Regions from separate parts of the Sus scrofa genome. Here region 2 is linked to region 1. The links are chromatin contacts, called in public HiChIP or PLAC-seq maps. All regions are on one chromosome and are shown on one strand. The core of a region is the stretch at or near the end of the contact, and the rest is flanking DNA. Distances in the headings are between cores, read along the strand shown.

Region 1 (5,405 bases), core at 2,009-4,508:
TGTTGCCTGTCTTTCAAAGAACCTACAGTTTGCACCTGGATAATTATTGCCTGGACTGCAATCAAGAAAGTGGAGCAGCCATTTTTTTCAATTATGAAGAAAAGTGATGAGGACAAAAGATTAGGGCTGGTGCACTGGGAAAAGAGAAGTCTGTGGCATTTATGATATCATTGAGCCACTGCACTAACCCTAGAGTGCTTACCTCTGGGCTTACTATTTGTGAAAAGAAATCCTTATTTGATTTGTTTAAGCTGCTGTTTTCAAATTTCTATCACACACAACCAAACATAGTTCTTAATGGGTACTTATGCACTTTAAAAGTTAATTCACACAGCTTCATGAGTTTCCCCTCACCAACTGATGTGCATCTAAAATTCTTCCCCATGTGAGTAAATGGCACCTCCAGCCACCCAGTTGCTCAGAGTCAAGGCTTGAAGTTTTGAAAGATAATAGATACTTTGAGTTCCCATGCCTGGAATCAAGGTCCCAGAGTCCCAAGGGATGAGGCTGATGGAATAGGCAGGGACAAGATCCTAAAGGGAATAATGGCAGCTATGCTAAGTTACTTAAATCTATCTGGATAAGAGATTTTTGAAGAATTTTTAGCATGGGAAACACATGACCAGATTTACACATTAGGATGATTCTTAAGGCTACTACCACACAGACAATAGGTAGTAGTAAGGCCGGATGCGCAAAGATTCTTTAGGAGATTACTCTAACCATCCACAGAAGAAATAAAGTAAGGCAGTGAAAATAGAGAGGAAGATTAGATATGCAAAATACTTTCAATTATTCAATACTTGAGGGAGTTCCCGTCGTGGCGCAGTGGTTAACGAATCCGACTAGGATTCATGAGGTTGTGGGTTCAGTCCCTGGCCTTGCTCAGTGGGTTAAGGATCCGACCTTGCTGTGAGCTGTGGTGTAGGTCGCAGACGCTGCTCGGATCCCGCTGTTGCTGTGGCTCTGACGTAGGCTGGCAGCTACAGCTCCCATTAGACCCCTAGCCGGGGACCCTCCCATATGCTTCGGGAGTGGCCCAAGAAATGGCAAAAAGACAAAAAAAAATTATTCAATACTTGAATAATTGGAAGACTTAGTATCCCTCTAGACATAGGGGATGAGGAATGGGGAGGGTTCTAAGATGATTTCTGTAGGTGATTTGGTGCATAAAAGTGGTATCACTGATATGGGGGAAATAGGAAAAGCAGCAAAATTTGGGAGATGGGGGATGGGAAAATGTAACTGACTTATCTAGTTCATAAGTTTCCATAACCACCCTGAGAGAGAACTGTCTAGCCTCTGATAAATGTTCCTAGGTCAGGGATTGAACCAAAGCCACAGCAGTGACAATGCTGAATCCTCAAAAACTTGGCCACCAGGGAACTCCAGAAAGTGAATTTATAATAAAACTTTAAAAAAAGAAAAAAAAAAAAGAAAGTGAATTTAATTTAAAAGACTACTATCATTGAAATACATGCTACTGAATGCTCATAAAAAGAAAACTCAGGGAGTTCCCGTCGTGGCGCAGTGGTTAACGAATCCGACTAGGAACCATGAGGTTGCGGGTTCGGTCCCTGCCCTTGCTCAGTGGGTTAAGGATCTGGTGTTGCCGTGAGCTGTGGTGTAGGTTGCAGATGCGGCTCGGATCCCGCGTTGCTGTGGCTCTGGCGTAGGCCGGTGGCTACAGCTCCGATTCGACCCCTAGCCTGGGAACCTCCATATGCCGTGGGAGCGGCCCAAAGAAATAGCAAAAAGCCAAGAAAAAAAAAAAAAGAAAACTCACTCTAGTCCATCTCAGAGCTACTTGGGAAGTTAACAATGCAAACTAAAAGTTATTCTTGAACAAATCCTTACTTGTAATATAAGAGCTAGTTAATAGATGTTTTAGGTGAATAGATAAACTTTAATTGTGTCGATATAACCTCAGACATGGTTTGATGTACAAGGTATGACTAATGTATAAGTGCCTCAGAAAACGTCTATTCCATAAAGTGAGACAAATTTGTATGAATGTGGTAACCATCTTTTGATCTGTGATGGGATTAAATTGAAGCAACTCTCTAAACTCAAATTAGGATTTAACAGAAAATGAGTACATAAAGCAGTACTATGGTAGTTGTTTCTGTACATGACTGATATCTTAGCTTGCAGTCTGTTAGCTCATTGAGATTAAAAACCATTTTGTACATAGCTTTGTATATCCATGATACCTGGCACAGCGCCCTGTGAAGAGTGGGTGTTTAATAATATTTTTATGTAAATGAAAGAAAAAAGTGGTAAAAAGCTCATAGGCATATATATTTTTGGTAGTGGCTATAATGATGTATACAAAGGCAAAAATAATTAATAAGGACAAACCTAGAGTGTTATGTACATTGTATGCAATGTGTCATCAACTATAATTTAAATTCAGGTCTCAGTGATCCCCACTGAAGGTAGGACATCTACTCCTCAGATCACAGAGTGGACTAATGTTTTCTGAGGGTATTTATTCACTCTTTCATGCAACAAATATTAGTCGAAACATTACACATTTCTTAACTAGAACTTTAGGCATCATCATAAACATAGTTGCAGAAAAAGGAGCATTGTGCCACCTAGAAAGCTAACAAATATGTACCTAAGCATAATGGCCAAATATTAATGGAATGCAAAAGACTATTAAATCTGCTTCTTTACAGATACGATTTAAAAAATAAAAGCTTCTGTAATCTGTTGTTTCAGTCTGCATAGAATACATTTAAAAAGAAAAATCAGTTAAAAACCATCTGATGTTTTAAAAAGTTTCTAAAAGAGCACATGAATGCTCAGTTTAGATAACTGAGTAATTCATAATGGAGTATGATTAAAAGTGAAAGTGCTCTTATTCACAAGAGCAACTGTATGTATGGATATGAATATCATATGCATATACACATACACATGCTCTCACACATACTACTTTTCAGACAGACAGACAGACACACACACACACCCCTGTGCATGCACACACATACAACACAAATAAGAACAGTCTTACCCAAGATTTTCAGGGTCAAAAACTCGATTCAGGTCACAGTCAATATATCTGGTGCACTTCTCCACTGCTCTTGGGTTGGTTATAAATGGTTTTACCTCCAGCCCTGTTCTCTGAATCTCAGTGTTGTTCTCCAGCCAGTGCTTAACTAGAAATACTCCTGTGAGCTCATTCCCATGAGTTCCTCCAAATATAGCAACCTTTTTTATGGGATCTTCAGCAACTTGACAAGAAGTCATTTTATCAGGTAGTTTTATCTGATTTCTGCAATTCAGAAGGGAGGAGATCAAAGAAAACTTAATTTCTTAAGCAAACTTCAGAAATTTAAATCTAAATGAGACTTTAACCAAAGTGCAAAGTACAGAGTTCTCTTGAGTGGAGTATATTTTAATTTTCTGTTAGTTCTGAGCCTTGTTTATTATAAGGACACTCCCTTCTTTAGCCCTGCCCTTTACCATATTTGGATTAAAATATGCAGAGATCAACTAGAGATACAGCTGTTTACTTTAACTTCTAACTCCCTCAAATGGTCGTTAGACCTAAATGCAATAAAAATTAGCATCTCACACTAATGCAAAACTTCTGTTTTCTCTTCAGCTAGAATGTCATCTAATGGTGCATTCACTACTGTTTTAGTAATAAAAATAGATTATATTTTTCTTATCCTCAAAAATATAAAAGAGAAGTGGCCCACGATGTGCGTGTTATTATTCAGTATTTCTGTTTCCACTTTAAACCACTTCCTCTGAATTGAGTTCAGCAGCTCCCCCCAGCCCCGCTTAAATCATCAGAGGCCACGTGAATTTCATCTCTACATACAGCCAAAGGCAGAACTCAGAGGGCTCCTCTGGAACCAGCCTCCTTTCTTTGCAAATGCTTTTTTTTTTTTTTTTTTTCTTTTTAGGGCTGCATCCGCAGCATATGGAAGTTCCCAGGCTAGGGGCTGAATCAGAGCTGCAGCTGCCAGCCTATGCCACAGCCATAGCAACGTGGAATCTTTAACTCACTGAGTGAGGCCAGGGATCGAACCTCTATCCTCATGGATACTAGTCGGGTTCATTATCCTCTGAGACACGATGAGAGCTCCCCAGAATGCTTTCTCATGGTCAGAGACACAAGAACCAAATCATGATCACTGTAAAAAGCTACTTTGAAACATGCTTTCTTTCTCATGAAGTTATTGGTGATTCTGTGTTGACTTCCTTAGGGATCTTCCTCACTCTTTGCCTGAAAAGGAAAGGAAAAACAACTGTTAGTAATTTTCAAGTTTTTGAGATGCCTGAAAATGTCCTGGGGCATGCTATATATACTATGATATGCTAGATTATATGAGTTTGTGTGGACACAGCCCAATTTACTGGGAGCAGGGACTCTCTTTCCACTGGAATGTGTTGCTCAAGAGGGGGTCGTTTTAGGGGAAATCATCTAGAATACTGTATGTACTAAGATGATTACGTCCCTTTGGAGAAATGACTCTGAGCCAAATCTGATTTGATTTCATGCTCAACCATCCAGAAAGTCAAATACGTTCAAGTATGAAAAACACTATGTGCTAGTAATGGGAGACTGTTTGAAAAGGGTACAACCAGAGTAAATCATTACAACTGCAGAGTAGTTTATTTTATAATGTTTGCCCACATATGTTATCTCAGTTTGCTCACACGTCCAGTTTATGAGATAGGATGGGTTAGGTACTGACAATCTCATTGCAGGGGTAAAGGAAAAAGAGGTTAAATAACTTGGTTAAGGTTCCCGAGTTTTCAAGAGAAAAACTTGGCCTGGGACCCAGGTTTTCTGAATCCAAGTCCAGCGTTTTTCACAGAACAATAGGGTGCTCCCTGTTATTTTTGGCTTCCCCAAAGTCCTAATTTTTCTCTTTCCAAATTCACGTAAACAGTCGGTACAGTGTGCTCAGGAAACAAATAAGCTTACGAACAAGACACACGAAGGAAATATAAATGTGAATGCTTCAAAATATTAAATATAAACCAATACCTGTATTCTTCCTTTAAGAGACTATAATGCATAGAGAAAGCATAGTAATAAAATCAAACTGTGCGCATTACAATTACTTTTCTAACTTCAGAAAAAGCCCCCGCAGCCTTTGATTTTCTACCCCCATTCGTGTACACTGCACACTTCAGTATAGAGATGCCAGAAACAAGCATAAATGTAAACAGATGACAGTCGCATTGTTCAGGTATTTTAGTTTTAAGAACAGTAGCTATGGTGAATTATTAACCCTCGATTATGTTTTGTTTCTTTTCTGCCAATGTGTGGTTAGCTCTGTCCTTTGCCCTAGTCTCTTTGGAAATGCTGCTTCAGCCCTGTAGTTGTAGCTGGCACAAATGACTTGTAGTTCAAGGCTTGTTTTATGGAATTTTAA
Region 2 (5,773 bases), core at 1,703-4,202, 150 kb before region 1:
GGCCTTTTGAGCACTAGCTGCCTGGTCCCCTTGTTCACTGCCTGCAAAAACAAACAAAAAACTCTGCACTTTCGTGAACGGTGTTTGTAGAGTCTCTTTATTGCACAGGGTGAGTGGACTCAAGTTTCTTAACAAAACCCCCCACTGGGTCTATCCCAGGGCCTCTTAACTCTAAAGACACAGGCCAAAAGCTATCCTTCCCAATGGCCCTCACATATGTATTTTCTTGCAAGTAACTCCCTCCACACTTGACTGTTAATAAAGTGATCTCAATCGTAATGTTGTTTCTTTAAAGATGCTACCCCCCACCCCCCGGCCCAGCTAGGTCTGGGGCTTCTGTGTACGCTCTTCATAGCACTTACCATAATTTGAATATTTGTGAAAACAAGTATTACTAGTCTTCCCAGTTAAGACTATACATTCCACAAGCAAATGCTCATTACTTAACTCTACTACCATATTTTATTTCTCAATTAAATGTATGCACTTTATTCTAAAATAATCCTCCTGACAAGAAGGGATCATGGATTAACATAGAGACAGAGGCATTTACACTCTAGACAAGCCCAAAGTTTAGCTTAACCATTGTCTGTTTAATCTTCACTAGACACAGTCTAGAAGAAAGAGCTTGAATTTATTTCTCTTTTTTTCTTTTTGGCCACACTCATGGCACGTTGAAGTTCCAGGGCCAGGGATCGAAACCGCACAATAGCAGCCACCTGAGTAGTGATAACGTCAGATCCTTAACTGGCTGCACCACAAAAGAACTTGAATTTACCTCTTTTTTTCCTTTTTTTTTTTTTTTTTTTTTTTCTTTTTAGGGCCACACCTGCAGTATATGGAAGCTCCCAGGCTAGGGGTCAAATCAGAGCTGCAGCTGCCAGCCTACGCCATAGCTACAGTAATGCCAGATCCCAGCCGCACCTGAGATCTACATCACAGCTCATGGCAACGCCAGATTCTTTAACCGAGTGAGGCCAGGGATCGGAACCTGAGTCCTCATGGACACTAGCTGGGTTTGTTACTGCTGAGCTACAATGAGAACTCCCTGAACTTACTTATTTTTTAAATGGAAACAACAGCTAGCTCTGACTTGGTGAAATGGAACTGAAACGACACCACTCACAACTGAAAGGTGTGGTTAGTGGGAGGGAAGACTGGGCTCTGAAAAGATATACTCAAATAATTCAGTACGGGCAATTAAAAGACCTACACTGAAATCCTGGCTCTGCCTTTTCCTAGCTATGCCTCCTATGGTAGAGGTATTTAACTTCTCTGAGCCTCAGATTCATCAGTGGGGGCTAAGAATCAATCTACTGCATAAGAATACTGCTAGAATGAGATTGAGTGTAGGAGTTCCCATTGTGGCTCAGCGGTAACAAACCCAACTAGTATCTACCAGGATGCCTGTTCAATCCCTGGCCTCGCTCAGTGGGTTAAGGATCCAGGCACTGCCATGAGCTGTGGTGCAGGTCAGAGATGCGGATCAGATCCCAAGTTGCTGTGGCTGTGAGGTAGGTCGGCAGCTGCAGCTCTGATTCGACCCCTAGCCTGGCAACTTCCATATGCCACAGGTGCGGCCCTAATAAAAGCAAAAAAAAAAAAAAGAAAAAGAAATGAGTGTGAAAGGTGCGCAGTACAATGCCTGGTATATAGAGCACACTTAATAAGTATTGACTGTTATTAGTTCTCGGGATGTTAATAAGTTCTCTTATTTAGGCCTTAGTGACCCCTCTGCGAATAGCCCATGTGTCAATGCAAGGAAATGAAAGAAAGCTAAGGCGCAGTCAGAGAGCTCTCCCAGAGTCAAAACCCGGCGATTCTGCACCCACAGCGGCGGGAGGGGGGGGGGGACGGGGGGACGGGGACGCGGAGCGCGGCGCTTTAAGGTAGGAAAAAAACTCCACAAAGGGTCTCACGCTTCATTTAATCTGAAGAACAGTACAGGCTCTTCGTCTTCAGATATAAATTATTCATAACGTTACAGAACAAGCAGCGAATCCAACAATTTAAAAACTAGGTAAGTCTACACGCTGTTAATTTCCGGCAACCGTCCTCCCAATCTGCTTTTCAAAAAGAAGTCATCCCTGCCCTCCTTTCAGTAGACGTGCACCATGCCGTAGAGGAATGTCCAGAACAGGACGTAGGTGAAGAGGCCTCCAATGAGACCTCCTGTAAAGAGAGGTCTTCGCGACTTAAAATATTTGTTCCACCTCCTTCCCGCCTTGAGAATTAAGAGCAAAGAGAGCAGGATGGAGGCGAGCAGGTAGAAGATGAAACCGTACAGGCCGGTGAGGCCGAGGATGCCGGCCGTGGCCCCCGACAGCGCCGACACCGAGGTCCGGCAGTAATCCAGGACGGCGGCGTTGCCCCGCACAGCGGCCTCACTGATGAACGGCGGCCCTTCCCGCTTGACCACCACAGCGGCCATCGCACCCACCCGGACTCGGCCTCTGCTTTCTCCCGAAGCAACGCGGGGCTGCGGAGAGAACCACGTTACAAGTAGCGCCCAGAGCCTGGCGAGTTGGGTTCACGCCGCCCCTTTCCCTAGGGCTGCCAAGACTTCGCACCACCTCCCCGCCCCCAGCGTCTCGGACCTTCGAAAAACGCTGAGAAAGCTGAGGGTTCGGGACGGCTGGCCGCATAGCTGCATTTCCCGCCTAGACTCGGCCACTTACCTGGAACGCGGCGGCGGAGGTAGTCACTCGACGTTCCCTCAGACAGCCTAGAGCAGGGACTCCCGCGACGCCATCTTGCGCAGAGGATGCTGGGAAGGCCCAGGCTGCGCACGCGCCAAGGCCTCGCTCCCCGCCCCCCCTCCGCCTCTGGCGCACGCACTGAGGACGCCTCAAGCACGCACCACCCACTTCCCCGCTTTTCTACGCACGCACGGGAACTTCCGAGAGCCGGACAGCGCTCCGGCAGGTGATTCGCTGGAGTCTTGTTAACTATTCATAAGGGGGCGGGCTGGGCCGTGCAGCCTTTGTTAACCAGAGAGGGCGCGGCCACCGGGATTCTCGCTGCAGGCTTCGGGGAGCGGCGCTTGGCTTCCAGATTGGGGTCGAGATGTCCTACATTCCGGGCCAGCCGGTCACCGCCGTGGTGGTGAGTGCGCTCGCTCGGGCTCTTCCTAGTTTTGGCTTGCCCCCACTTTGCAGATAGGTAAATTGATACACCAAACAGGTTGACAAAGCGTCGAACCCGGGACTCCTGCAAACCCGCAGCCAGAGCTCCGGTTCCCGCTCTGCGGGACAGGAGCCGTGGTCTTCCCCAGCCAGGCAAGAGGTGGCTGGGACCCACGAGCTTCCTGAAGACCCGGGATCAAGGCCAGATCCTGCTCGCCGCCGCCGCCGCTCTGGACTCTTCTTACTGAGGGAAAAGGCCCCGGCTGTGGGAGTCTAGGAAGCGTCCCCTTCCCAGGCCTGTGTCCCCAGCTGGGTAGCCGCGGGGGGCGGGCGCCGGATCCAAAGTCCATGAGTCGCAGCCTCTGGAATGAGGAAGTGCTTCCTCCGCTCCAGCCGGCGCCGCCGCCCAAGACTTGCGGGTGGAGGTAGCCGGAGCCTGAGTAACAGTCCTACAACCCCTCCCATCTAGCCTTGCCTTCTCGGACGCACAGTCAGTCGGTCCAGAGTGAAGGCTCATACAACTGACTTGATCCCGCTCCGAACTTTCCCTGGATCCCCAAACAACTCTTGGGGCAAAGCCCAGGTCACCCTCCTGGCACTTGGGGCCTGAGGAGACCCTTCGGGGTCGGCTCAGGCCCCTGGTTGCCCTCTTGGTTCATCTTGGGTGCCAAGTGCTATGAGAATAGGCAGAGAAGTTGGGACATTAGACTCAGACGCCAATGTCACAGCTGGATGGGGCCTGGAGACCCATTCCATGGCTGAGGTGGGGAAATTGAGTCCCAGAGAGATGTCTGGCCATGCCCAGCCATGTAAAGAAGGCTTCAAGAAGGACCCAGATCTCTGAGCAGAAATGCCTGCTGGGCAAGGAATGGGTCAGATGGAAGTCGTAGCCCTAAGGGCCCTGCCACTGGCTGCAGTATCCAGATGGGCGTGTTGGGGACTCCAGCAGCCAGGTGGTGTGACCAGGGAGCCACTGATAAAGCTGCCATGTGAGGGTGAGCTTAGCACACCAGCTCAGGCCTGGACTGCTGACAGCTGTCCTCAGCTTCACCCTGGCTGCACCGGCTTGGCTTTTCCAGCCTTCTAGCTGCCCCAGAGAGAAGGGGTCAGGTTTGCTCTTTAGCTAGAAAAAAGGGAGTGCAGGTGGGGAACCAAAGAGGCAGGAGCCTCCCTGACCTCACCCAGGAGGTCAGTGATGGGGCCTTGTCTCCCAGTCCAGACCTTGGAGATGGGTCAGAGGTGTCCCCAGAGGTGGAGCAGGCCTGGAGGAGCTCACACTCTTACACACGAGGACCTAGGTCCTGCAGGCCTCAGGTGTCATGCTTCCTGCTCCCCTTTCTCACATGTCTCTCCTGGCCCCTGGGCCTTCCTCTAAGTTTTAGGACCATGACCCCCTGGTTCTTCTCTAGGAACATGTTTGAATATGGTGGGTGGGGCCTGGCTTCTCCCTCCTGTGTCCTGGATCCGGGATGGGGTGGAAGAGGCTCCTCCCTACCCCAGGCCCTCTCCCACATACTTAACGCTGTGACAGTGTTAAAACCATTTGGCCTCTTCGCTGAACTCTGGGTCCATAGGTTCGTCCACCTTCTGGACACCTACCTGGACAGCTCTTGGTTCTCCAGCTCAACATGCTCCTTCTCTGGGATCCACATCTGGGAGATGGTTGTGTTCAGCCAGGCGGGGCCAGATGGCTGGCTGGGTGCTCCCCTTGCCGCCTCTGCATGATGGGCCATCCGGAGATGTCCCACCTCTGTGAGACATCTGTTGCCTTACTGCCTGGGTGGTCGTTTCAGCATCAAACCTGACCATGATCTACCGTCAGCCCTACTCCCCAACTCCTGGGAGCTCCAGTGGGTCCAAAATCAAGGTCAGGTGGCCAAACTCCTGGTCAGCCCAAGGCCTGGTACAAACGGCCCCTCCTTCATGAAGCCCCTCAGATCCAGATCAGGTCACATGCAGTTGCCTTTTACTTTGTTTTTTCCTTCTTCCTGTTAAAACTCTCAACTTTGGGGGGTGTGGGGTGGTCATCTGGTCTGGAAGGTGCCTGCTGAGGGCTTTGAAAGGAGCCTGGCACCGTTGGGGTCCACAATCTCACCGTGTGGTGAGGGTGCCCTGGGCCCTGCATCCACCTCCTACACTGCACAATAGCAGGGCCCCGGGGCTTAGGGAGATGTCCTGTCCCTTAGGCTGGTCTCCTGGCCCTGCACTCACCAGTCTAATGCATCTCGCCTCAGCCTTACCTCGCCTCCCGGTTCTGGTCCTGTGCCATACACTCCCGTCTCAAGGAAATGTAGCCACAGCACCTTCGAGCCTCTGCTCCTGTTCTCTTGGCCAGGACAGCTCTTCCTCCCTTCTGTGCAAGTCTGATCCCCGCTGTTCTAAAGCATCTCCTGTCTCACCCTCAACAGGGCTGGCTTAGCAATCTGAGCTGGCCTCAGCAAGGTGCCTACATGTTTTGTTCAGAGCTTGACCCCTCTTGCCCCTGTGTTCCCTCCCCTGGGACAAAGACCCCATCCGGAACAGCCACAGCATCCTGGCTCAAGAGCCAGGAGGGGCTTAGTCTGTGTTAAGAAGGCTGGTACCTGTGACGTAGGAAGCTGGGAGAGGTTAGGGAGAAGGGTTGTGTGGGTGGGTTGGTGTGGCTGAGT

What was found. HiChIP or PLAC-seq counts read pairs in DNA pulled down with a chosen protein or histone mark.
Region 2: a contact with region 1 is called in an H3K27ac HiChIP or PLAC-seq map of skeletal muscle, with 2.6 times the contacts expected there. The contact joins the promoter of TAX1BP3 here to the promoter of ASPA in region 1. A contact is called at or near these places in 1 of 5 promoter capture datasets (liver) and 1 of 2 datasets of contacts at active chromatin or transcription factors (skeletal muscle).

Annotation. Positions count from the first base shown.
Region 1 is chr12:49,610,698-49,616,102 of Sscrofa11.1, reverse strand. ASPA (aspartoacylase) reads right to left here and starts at 3,258. Exons shown (of 6, transcript NM_001123077.1): 1 at 3,023-3,258. The coding sequence starts at 3,258.
Region 2 is chr12:49,756,205-49,761,977 of Sscrofa11.1, reverse strand. It overlaps TAX1BP3 (tax1-binding protein 3), which reads left to right and starts at 2,952. Exons shown (of 4, transcript XM_003131848.3): 1 at 2,952-3,105. The coding sequence starts at 3,067. EMC6 (ER membrane protein complex subunit 6) reads right to left here and starts at 2,825. Exons shown (of 2, transcript XM_005669120.3): 1 at 2,679-2,825; 2 at 1,909-2,479. The coding sequence starts at 2,431. The coding sequence ends at 2,099.